2 separate regions of the Mus musculus genome follow, and region 2 is linked to region 1. Evidence: chromatin contacts called from public promoter capture Hi-C data. All regions are on one chromosome and are shown on one strand. The core of a region is the stretch at or near the end of the contact, and the rest is flanking DNA. Distances in the headings are between cores, read along the strand shown. Region 1 holds the start of 1700055D16Rik (RIKEN cDNA 1700055D16 gene). Region 2 holds the start of H2aj (H2J.A histone).

The links. Promoter capture Hi-C pulls out the DNA fragments that hold promoters and counts their contacts.
Region 2: a contact with region 1 is called in a promoter capture Hi-C map of pre-B cells, with 8 times the contacts expected there. The contact joins the promoter of H2aj here to the promoter of 1700055D16Rik in region 1. A contact is called at or near these places in 3 of 39 promoter capture datasets (cranial neural crest, liver and pre-B cells).

The regions. Positions count from the first base shown.
Region 1 is chr6:134,790,600-134,794,653 of GRCm38.p6, reverse strand. 1700055D16Rik (RIKEN cDNA 1700055D16 gene) reads right to left here and starts at 2,294. Exons shown (of 2, transcript NR_151454.1): 1 at 2,158-2,294. It overlaps Dusp16 (dual specificity phosphatase 16), which reads left to right and starts at 2,026. Exons shown (of 7, transcript NM_130447.3): 1 at 2,026-2,377.
Region 2 is chr6:136,806,010-136,810,063 of GRCm38.p6, reverse strand. It overlaps H2aj (H2J.A histone), which reads right to left and starts at 1,816. Exons shown (of 1, transcript NM_177688.4): 1 at 1-1,816. The coding sequence starts at 1,724. The coding sequence ends at 1,335.

The DNA.
Region 1 (4,054 bases), core at 1,045-3,544:
TACCCAGAGAGCCACCACGCTGGTCCAGCCAGTGTCCCGAGTGCCAGAATTGTCTTGCTACCTGTGTACCATCACACCTGGCTAGACCAGAACATTTAAAAAAACAAACAAACAAACAAACTTTTTTTTTTTTTCCTGAGCTAGGGGACTCCTTATATAGCTCTTTTTCACCTACTCCTCTCCCAACTTCCAAAAGCAGGCGTCTTGGTGGTTGTCAGCTGGTGACGCTGCAGTACCGCGTCCTGCCACGAGAGGACAGGGAGCCGCCTCCACTCAAATCCGCAGAAGGTCAAAGGCACCTCTCCTCTAAGCTGGGTCGGCATCGGCAAGCTCAGCTTGCAGCTTCTGCGGTTCTCACCTCCAAAAGGGCTCCCTTTTTCACTCTGAAAGATGACCTGCAAGTCCCCGGAGGCATATTCCATAATGGTTACCTTAAATGATTAATGATTGCCAGCCTTAACGGGTGCACCTTTGTTGCAGGGTTTAAAGGTGGGAGAGGACTAACAGAAACGTTACCTTTCTAACCCACTCGGAAAGCACGCCAAGCCACCTAGGCGGTGCCCACATCGATTCACCTCAACATACTGCTTGAAGGCCGGAATCCTTACTTCAGTACCCTGCAGATGGCGTGTGTTGAGGGGTACAGGAATCTGGTTCTTGGGCCAGTCCACTCGAAGTGTGCTTTTCTGTCATTGATCTCATCTTTGTTATGTGATATCCACGTGAGTCCTTTTTAGTAGAAGCTTCAAGCTCAGATGCTCAAAGAACACTGGAATAAAGCTTCGATTGTCCTATTCAGTTGCTGAGAGTGGTTGTCGCCACCTCAGGTCTCTCATTTTCCTAAGTAGGTAGTGTCTCAAAACAAAGCTACTTTGAAAAGAAGGGAGAAAAAAGCAAAAGCAAAAGCAAACCAAAACAAACAAAAAACCCAAACCCATGAAAGACTTGGAGTTAAAGTAGGCTCAAGTAGGTCTTGCATCTCTTGAAAGCAAGTGAACTCTGGTTTGACTTAAAGATGATGCTGTACTACCGATGTCGAGAATACTTACTTAATGTGTAAGGGCGTTTTGATTTCATGTTTGTGTGTGCGCCCCATGTGTGCTCGGTGCCCATGGAGGTCAGCGGAGGGCATCAGATCCCCTGGAACTGGAGTTACAGATGGTTCTGGGCTGCCATGTGGGTGCTGGGAATCGAGCCGTCAGTGCTCCTAACAACCCTAAAATACCTTTAACGTCTTATTACATTTTATTTGTGTGTGTGTATTACATTTTATTTATTTATTTGTGTGTGTGTGTGTGTGTAGCGGGGTGGGGAACAGCATGTGGACTGAGGACAACTTTCAAAGGCGGTTCTCTCCACCGCATGGACCCTTTACTTGTTGAGCCATCTCGAGGGCACGCAGAAAAGATTCTTTTAGAAAAAATAATTCTTGGCTGCGTTTGCCCGCACTCGTGTAGTAGGGTCTTTCAAGGACGAAGACATAGGTGAAGATATGTTTGATATCACCGGTGCAGTTTTCCTTCAAGTACCTGTAACTTCCCTCTCAAGAGAAAAGCCCCGGATTTGGGATTCCGGGACCTTCTTACAAAATGATTGACTGCAGCACTCTCAGATCGCCTTGCTTTCCTTCCCCTAGAGTGGGGGCATTGGAGCAGCCGCCTCCGTCGGAGGAGAGACCCCAGCGCGGGCAGGAGGCGGGCGGGCCACAGACCCAGGCTCCCGGGCCGCGAACCCGGAGCGCCGAGGCGCCGCTCGGTCGGCCCGGTACGCGACCCGAGCCCGCCTCCCGGAGGCTCCGGAGGCTCCGGCTCGCGGGGACGAGCGCCGAGGGGCGGGCGATGCGCGGCCTGGGCCGGAGACCCCGCCCCCCCACCCCGCCCCCCGCCCCGCCCTCGCCCGTCTCCTCCTTTCCCCCCCGGGCTCCGCTGAGTTCATTCACTGGGATTGGTTTCAAGTGACGCCATCTCTTTATTTTTAAACCGATGACCTCATCCGCGCTTGAAGTTTCCTGACCAGCGACTCTTTCTCTCTCCCCAACCCCCACACTACCCCCCCTGGTCCCCTCCTGCGGGCATCACCGTTTGGGGGGGCTCTCATCCCGTTTCCAACCATTTACCCTCCCCCTCTCGCTTTTCCCGCGCGGACCCCCAACTTTACCTCAACTTCTTCATCCCTGTCGACATTTTTTTTTCCCTCTTTCGGGGGGCGGTGGAAGAGAAAGTGAAGAAAAGTTGCAAACGCCCGGGCTCTCGCTAAGCTCTCCGCCCACCCTTCAGAGGAGAAGCCCCGGCGGCGAGGAGGACGCGCGAGCGACGGCTGGGCGACGCGGTGACAACGCTCGCTCCCCTCCGCGAGCCTGGAGCCGGCGGCCCCTCAAGTAAGTGTTCGCGGCGGGCCGCGGGCCGGCTGGGAGGCGCGTCCGCTCCTCGTGCCGGCCGCCGCGCGCTCTCCCCGGCCGGGGGCCGGCGGGCCACGGCGGCCCGGAGCGGCGACGGCGGCGGCGGGGGGTGTGTAGGCCGCGCTGGGGGTCGGCCCGAGCCGCGGGGGCGCCCCGGCCTCGCCGCGCCGAGCGGGCGAGCGGGCGAGCGGGCGAACGAGCCCCGGGCCGCGGGTCGCCGGCACCTGGGCGGGCGAAGCTGCTCACTTCCAGACTGTTACACAACACGCCTGCCAAGTGGGGCCCTGACTGTTTCCATAATCCCAAATTCACCTTGTGTGTGTGCAGGCAGCCAGCGAGGCCACCTGGGGAGCGACCGTGTCGCTTCCTTAAACAAGGAAAAAAAAAAAAAAACCCACCCCCAAAACTCAACTTTCATTCCGGGGCTCCCGTCACGGTGTTGGAGGAAAACGGTCCGCCGGTGACTCCTTTATTTACAGTAGCTGTAAAATGTGAGACATGAAAACGGGGAAACAACGGACGGTGTGTGTGTGTGTGTGTGTGTGTGTACGGTGTAGTTTCACGTGGAAAAAAAAAAACCCTAAGGAGGACATACATGCAAACTCTTTAAGAGCGACGGGTTGTTTCCTACAGAAAGCTGATAATACACTTGGGGAAAGTACAAGGAGATCTTAAAATGAATGGCTTGTGCAAAATTGGAAAGAACTTTTCTTAAACGCCTGTTGCAAAGATCCTTGGTGTTTTGAAGTCCTGTGTGTCTCAGATTGTTTGGAGAACGCACACCTCTAATCAGCCCATGATTAGAGAGGAAAAACCTGTTGCATAATCTCATTTGCTGTGGGGTTGGCTGTGCCGTCCCCTGAACCAAGGGGAAGTGAGTTAGGATGAGGGTTTTTAAACCTCTGAGGTTTTTATTTACACAGTGCGCTGGGTGCCACTTTGCTTTTAAAGATTGTAAGTAAATACTCTGCTCTTACAAGCGAATCAAACCTATCGAACCTGCTGGGAAAATGACCAGGTATGTGTTCTCTCCTGCTCACGTTATCTCTCTCTCTCTGAAATAGATTCTCAGGGGGAATAAGCCTCTTTGGCCACTCTGTGGAGCTTGATAGTACATACAGTTAACAACTACTTCCTCAAAAAGCCTACACTTTTTCATCTCCCTTAAAGAAAAGACCTTTAAAGGTAAATTTCAGAAGAAGGGGAAAAAAGCTTAACAATTGAGACAATTCAAATATTAGCGAGCACACTGTGGGAGGCTGTAATTCAGATTTATAGAATTCTCTATTGGGTGAAGACCAGTCGCTTGGAGAAGTAAATTGAAAACTGAAGTGTCTGTGGCTTTGTGTATTCTAGTCAAAATGTGACCAGGCACTGCAAAAGGGTTTTGTCTTTATGTAAAAAATAAAACTGTGGAACTTATTGTGTTTAAAGACATTGTGGAATGTTGATATTTTCATAACATTTACCATCTTATGGACAAATTCAGAACTTCAGCTTGAATTATTAGTTTTAAGGTGTAAGATTTTGTGTTTATCAGAGTTCCAAATGGGGAGAAAATTCGAAGTAAGTTTATTTTGCATTTTAGTAAGTGGTGAATAAGCTGATGTTTAGAAAGTATAAACTGTTGATAATGATAGTTACAATTTTTTGTTT
Region 2 (4,054 bases), core at 567-3,066, 2.0 Mb before region 1:
TATATTCTTTATTTGTCCTTTTTGCTGTCTTCAGAAACCATGGGGGGGGGACCACGTGTTCGGGACAGTGAGACCTAGCTGGCCTCATTCACAGCTGTACCCTCAGTTACTAGCACGTGGTGTAGACGTCATACCAATACTGGGAATGAAATAAATTTCGAGGGGAAATACTGCAAATGAAGAGGAAGACTTGAACTCTGACTCCCCCCCGGGGGTGGAGGGGAAGAACCCAGAGTGAAACCTCCGTAGCATGGGATGTTTTGTGGCTCCTGCTAACAGAATGATGGTTACTGAGTGAGCAGGAAACGGAATGACCAAGGCAAGAATCGCATTTCCAGGGCCCTGGGGTTTGGCTCTCCGCGTTACGTTAACTCACACGACCCTTTCCTTCCTTGAGGCGCCATCACCCAACTCAACAGTTACGGAAAAGAAGAAACCTGATCCCAGGAAAGCTAACAGTCACCCCTAAAAAAAAAAAAAAAAAATCGGTTTTGCTTTTAAGTAAAATCAGGCTGATTCTCAGAATCAGTGCTGGATAAGAGGCTGCCATGCAGCTAAAACTCGAGGGGAGACAGAAACATATTTTGAGACACGGTCTAATGTAGTTCAGAAACGGCCACAAACTCGCTATCTAGCCACGAAAGGCGTTCTACTTCCCAAATGCAGGGATGAGGGGTAACACCACCGCAAGCACCAAGAGAAGATCATTTTAGGAGCTGCTAAACATACACTACTTAAGACCGAGGGCCCCGCTGTTACGCAACACCATCCAGAGCGCAAACTTCGTGACTCACTTCCGTATTGCACAAGTTACTTCATTATAAAGAATATTGAACACAAGTGTGCAATGTGAAGATGGCTGGCATTCAGATCACGAATACGTAACATCTATTAGCTTAAATACTACCATAAATAACTAGCACCCACCAAGGATCCCAAGTTCCTGTCTTTTCCAAATGGCTAGGGTACATATAGCTCAACCTTCCTATGTATGACAAGCGAGGCAACTTCTTGTTCACAGCTCGCAACACCTTCCCTACCACTTTTCCCTAAGACTGGGGAGTTAGGCAAAGCCAATTCCAGAGTAGCCTCTGGGCACTAGGTCCGCTTCTCCTGCCCACGGTGATGCGACGGGGCTCTCCCAATCCACCCGCTGGGTTCCTCCGGCTCGCACATGGCCACACAGGTGGCCTGCGTCACGCTCAAAGTTGGAACTCGTCCCCACCCAACACCCCCTCGGTCCCGCGACTACACAGCTCTCTAGATTACTCGCTTTTCACCGACTTTATTGGCTGCGGACTGTGGCGGGCGGGCTCTGCACCCGTCTGTCGGGTTCACTTGCTCTTCACCTTCTGGCTCTCCGTCTTCTTGGGCAGCAGCACGGCCTGGATATTGGGCAGGACGCCGCCCTGCGCGATGGTCACACGGCCCAGCAGCTTGTTGAGCTCCTCGTCGTTGCGGATGGCCAGCTGCAGGTGACGAGGGATGATGCGCGTCTTCTTGTTGTCCCTCGCCGCGTTGCCCGCCAGCTCCAGGATCTCGGCCGTCAGGTACTCCAGCACCGCCGCCAGGTACACGGGCGCTCCCGCGCCCACGCGCTCCGCGTAGTTGCCCTTCCGCAGCAGCCGGTGAACGCGGCCCACGGGGAACTGCAGGCCCGCGCGCGACGAGCGCGACTTGGCCTTGGCGCGCACCTTACCGCCCTGCTTGCCTCGCCCGGACATGCTCGACCCCGCGCCTGGAACTCCAACACCGGCTCGCTCAGTTCCGGGACGACGCGCGCCACCCCGGAACTGCCTCGCCAAACTGCAGCCGCTGCCGCCCGTGACAGGCAGGTACCGTACCCAATCAGCTCGCGGAAGCAGAGCCCCCGCCCATCCAGATGTCTCCCAATCAAAAGCTCAAATTTCTAGTCCTAATTTACATAGTTCACAGGCATCCTCAAACTTGTTGGGATTGGCTGCCAGGATGTAGTTAACTGGGTGGTTCGAGTCTGCAATCCCAGCACTAGGGTAGCCGATACAAGATTGCCCGGAGCCTAAGGTCAGCTGTAGATATTCCAAGATCCATACCAGCCTAATAAGGAAGGAACGGAGGGAGGGCAGCGAAAACGGGGAGTTAAGCAAAGCCATACTTGGTTCAAATCAGTAATCCTAGCTTTTGGAGGGAGAAAGAGCTGAAGTAGGAGGATTACCAATACAAAGACAGCCTGGGCTACTTTGTGCGTTATAGACCAAGCTAGGAAGTGAGACCTTATCTCAAAAAATAAAAATGATGGTGTTGGCATTTCTTCTAGGCTCCGCCCCACAGTTACCTGGCAGCAGCCAGGTGTGCCTGACCCACTGTAAAAGAAGCTGCTTGCCCCCCCCCACACACACACCCACACTTTTCTCTTGCTTTCTTACTCTCTTAGCCCTCTGTCCCTTCTCTCCCATTCCCCTACCCCTCTCTCCACGTGTTCATGGCCGGCCTCCACCCGCACACCCCCTCGGCCTTTTCTCTCTCTCTCTCTCTCTCTCGCTCTCGCTCTCGCTCTCGCTCTCTCTCTCTCTCTCGCTCTCGCTACTACCCCCTCAACTCACCTCATGCCCTAAATAAACTACTATACCGTCCTGTGGCTGGTACCTCAGCATGGGCCGCACCCCCTCTACCCCCTACGTGCACAATAACGCTCCTCCACCAAACGTCCCCGGCTTTTTTTTTTTTTTTTTAAATAAAATACAACAGTAAGCAGACTATGGTGTTCAGTGCCTATAAACCCAGCTGATGCAGGAGTATGGAGAACTTGAATTGAGCCTGGCCTAAGAGAGAAACTACCTGGAAACAATCAAAAACCGGAAGCCCAGAGAAGAGCACCTCTGTTCCCTCATACCATACTCATGGAAATTAGTCTCCAGTATAGCCAGGGGCGACTTTCAAATCTGACTATCTGACTCCAGGGTCTGTGCTTGTGAGTGCCACAGCAATTCCGGCTCAGCCATAGCTCCTTGGCTGAATTCTGCCCTCCTAGAACGAGCTTTCGTCATCTGCTCCTTGACACACCCACCTGGAGAGCTAGCTGCAAAAGAAGCTTTGTAGGTTTTCTATTTGTTTTAGTTTTTGAGACTTTTCTTCCTGTAGCCCTGGCAGCCGTGGAACTCACTATAAAAACCAGGCTGGCCTTCAACTCAGAGATCTGCCTGCCTCCCTAATGCTGGGATTAAAGTTGTGTGCAGCCACCAGCCTGGGACAAAAGCTGGTTCTTTGGCCTGTCCTACCTATACCACATGAGGCTGGTCTTTGGACACTGTTGCTGCTCCTGGGGACAGTCCCTTCCTTCTCAGGGCCTCGAGGCCATAGTCACAGACTAGGCAGGAATGCAGTCCTTGTGGATAGCATGGATGAATCTGATAGGATATTAACATTACGTGGCTCTGGGGCTGTGTATGAGCCGGAGAAGAACCACTGGATTCCAGAGGGGAGGACCCTTCGCCTCTGCCTGCCTGCCTGCTGGAGGTTGTCACTTGGTGCTCCATCGAGACTTTAGATTACTCTTAGGCCAAGACACTGGAAACAGAATCCCTCAACTTGTTCTTATGATTCATATGATAGGCCCTTGACATTTGAAACAAACTAAAGTGTTTTTCTTCCACTGTTTCACTCCGGTACTTCAGTTTACTGCATTTCTGAAATTACACAACTAAGTAATGTCAAACGCTGATTAAATGTCATGTAGGTTTTTTTGTATCCATTTAATTAAAATATCATAAATTTACCCTCTCCTTAGTCTAATTGCGATTTTATTTAAATAAACTCCACAGAACCAAGTGAAGTGGGGCCTGTCTGTGATCTTAGTATAAAGGAGGCGTGGACAGGAGAGTCAAGATTGTCCATCGAAGATTGTCCATCGTTAGCTACAGAGAGAGTTCCCACCTAGCCTGAGCTACATAGGATCCTGTCCCAAGATACAAAATATTAAACACACACAGAGAAAAACCAACCCCATGTACTTCTATCTATGTACATCTTTATTTCCTAGCACAGTAATGAGCTAACCAGGAGCTGGGGTCCCCCA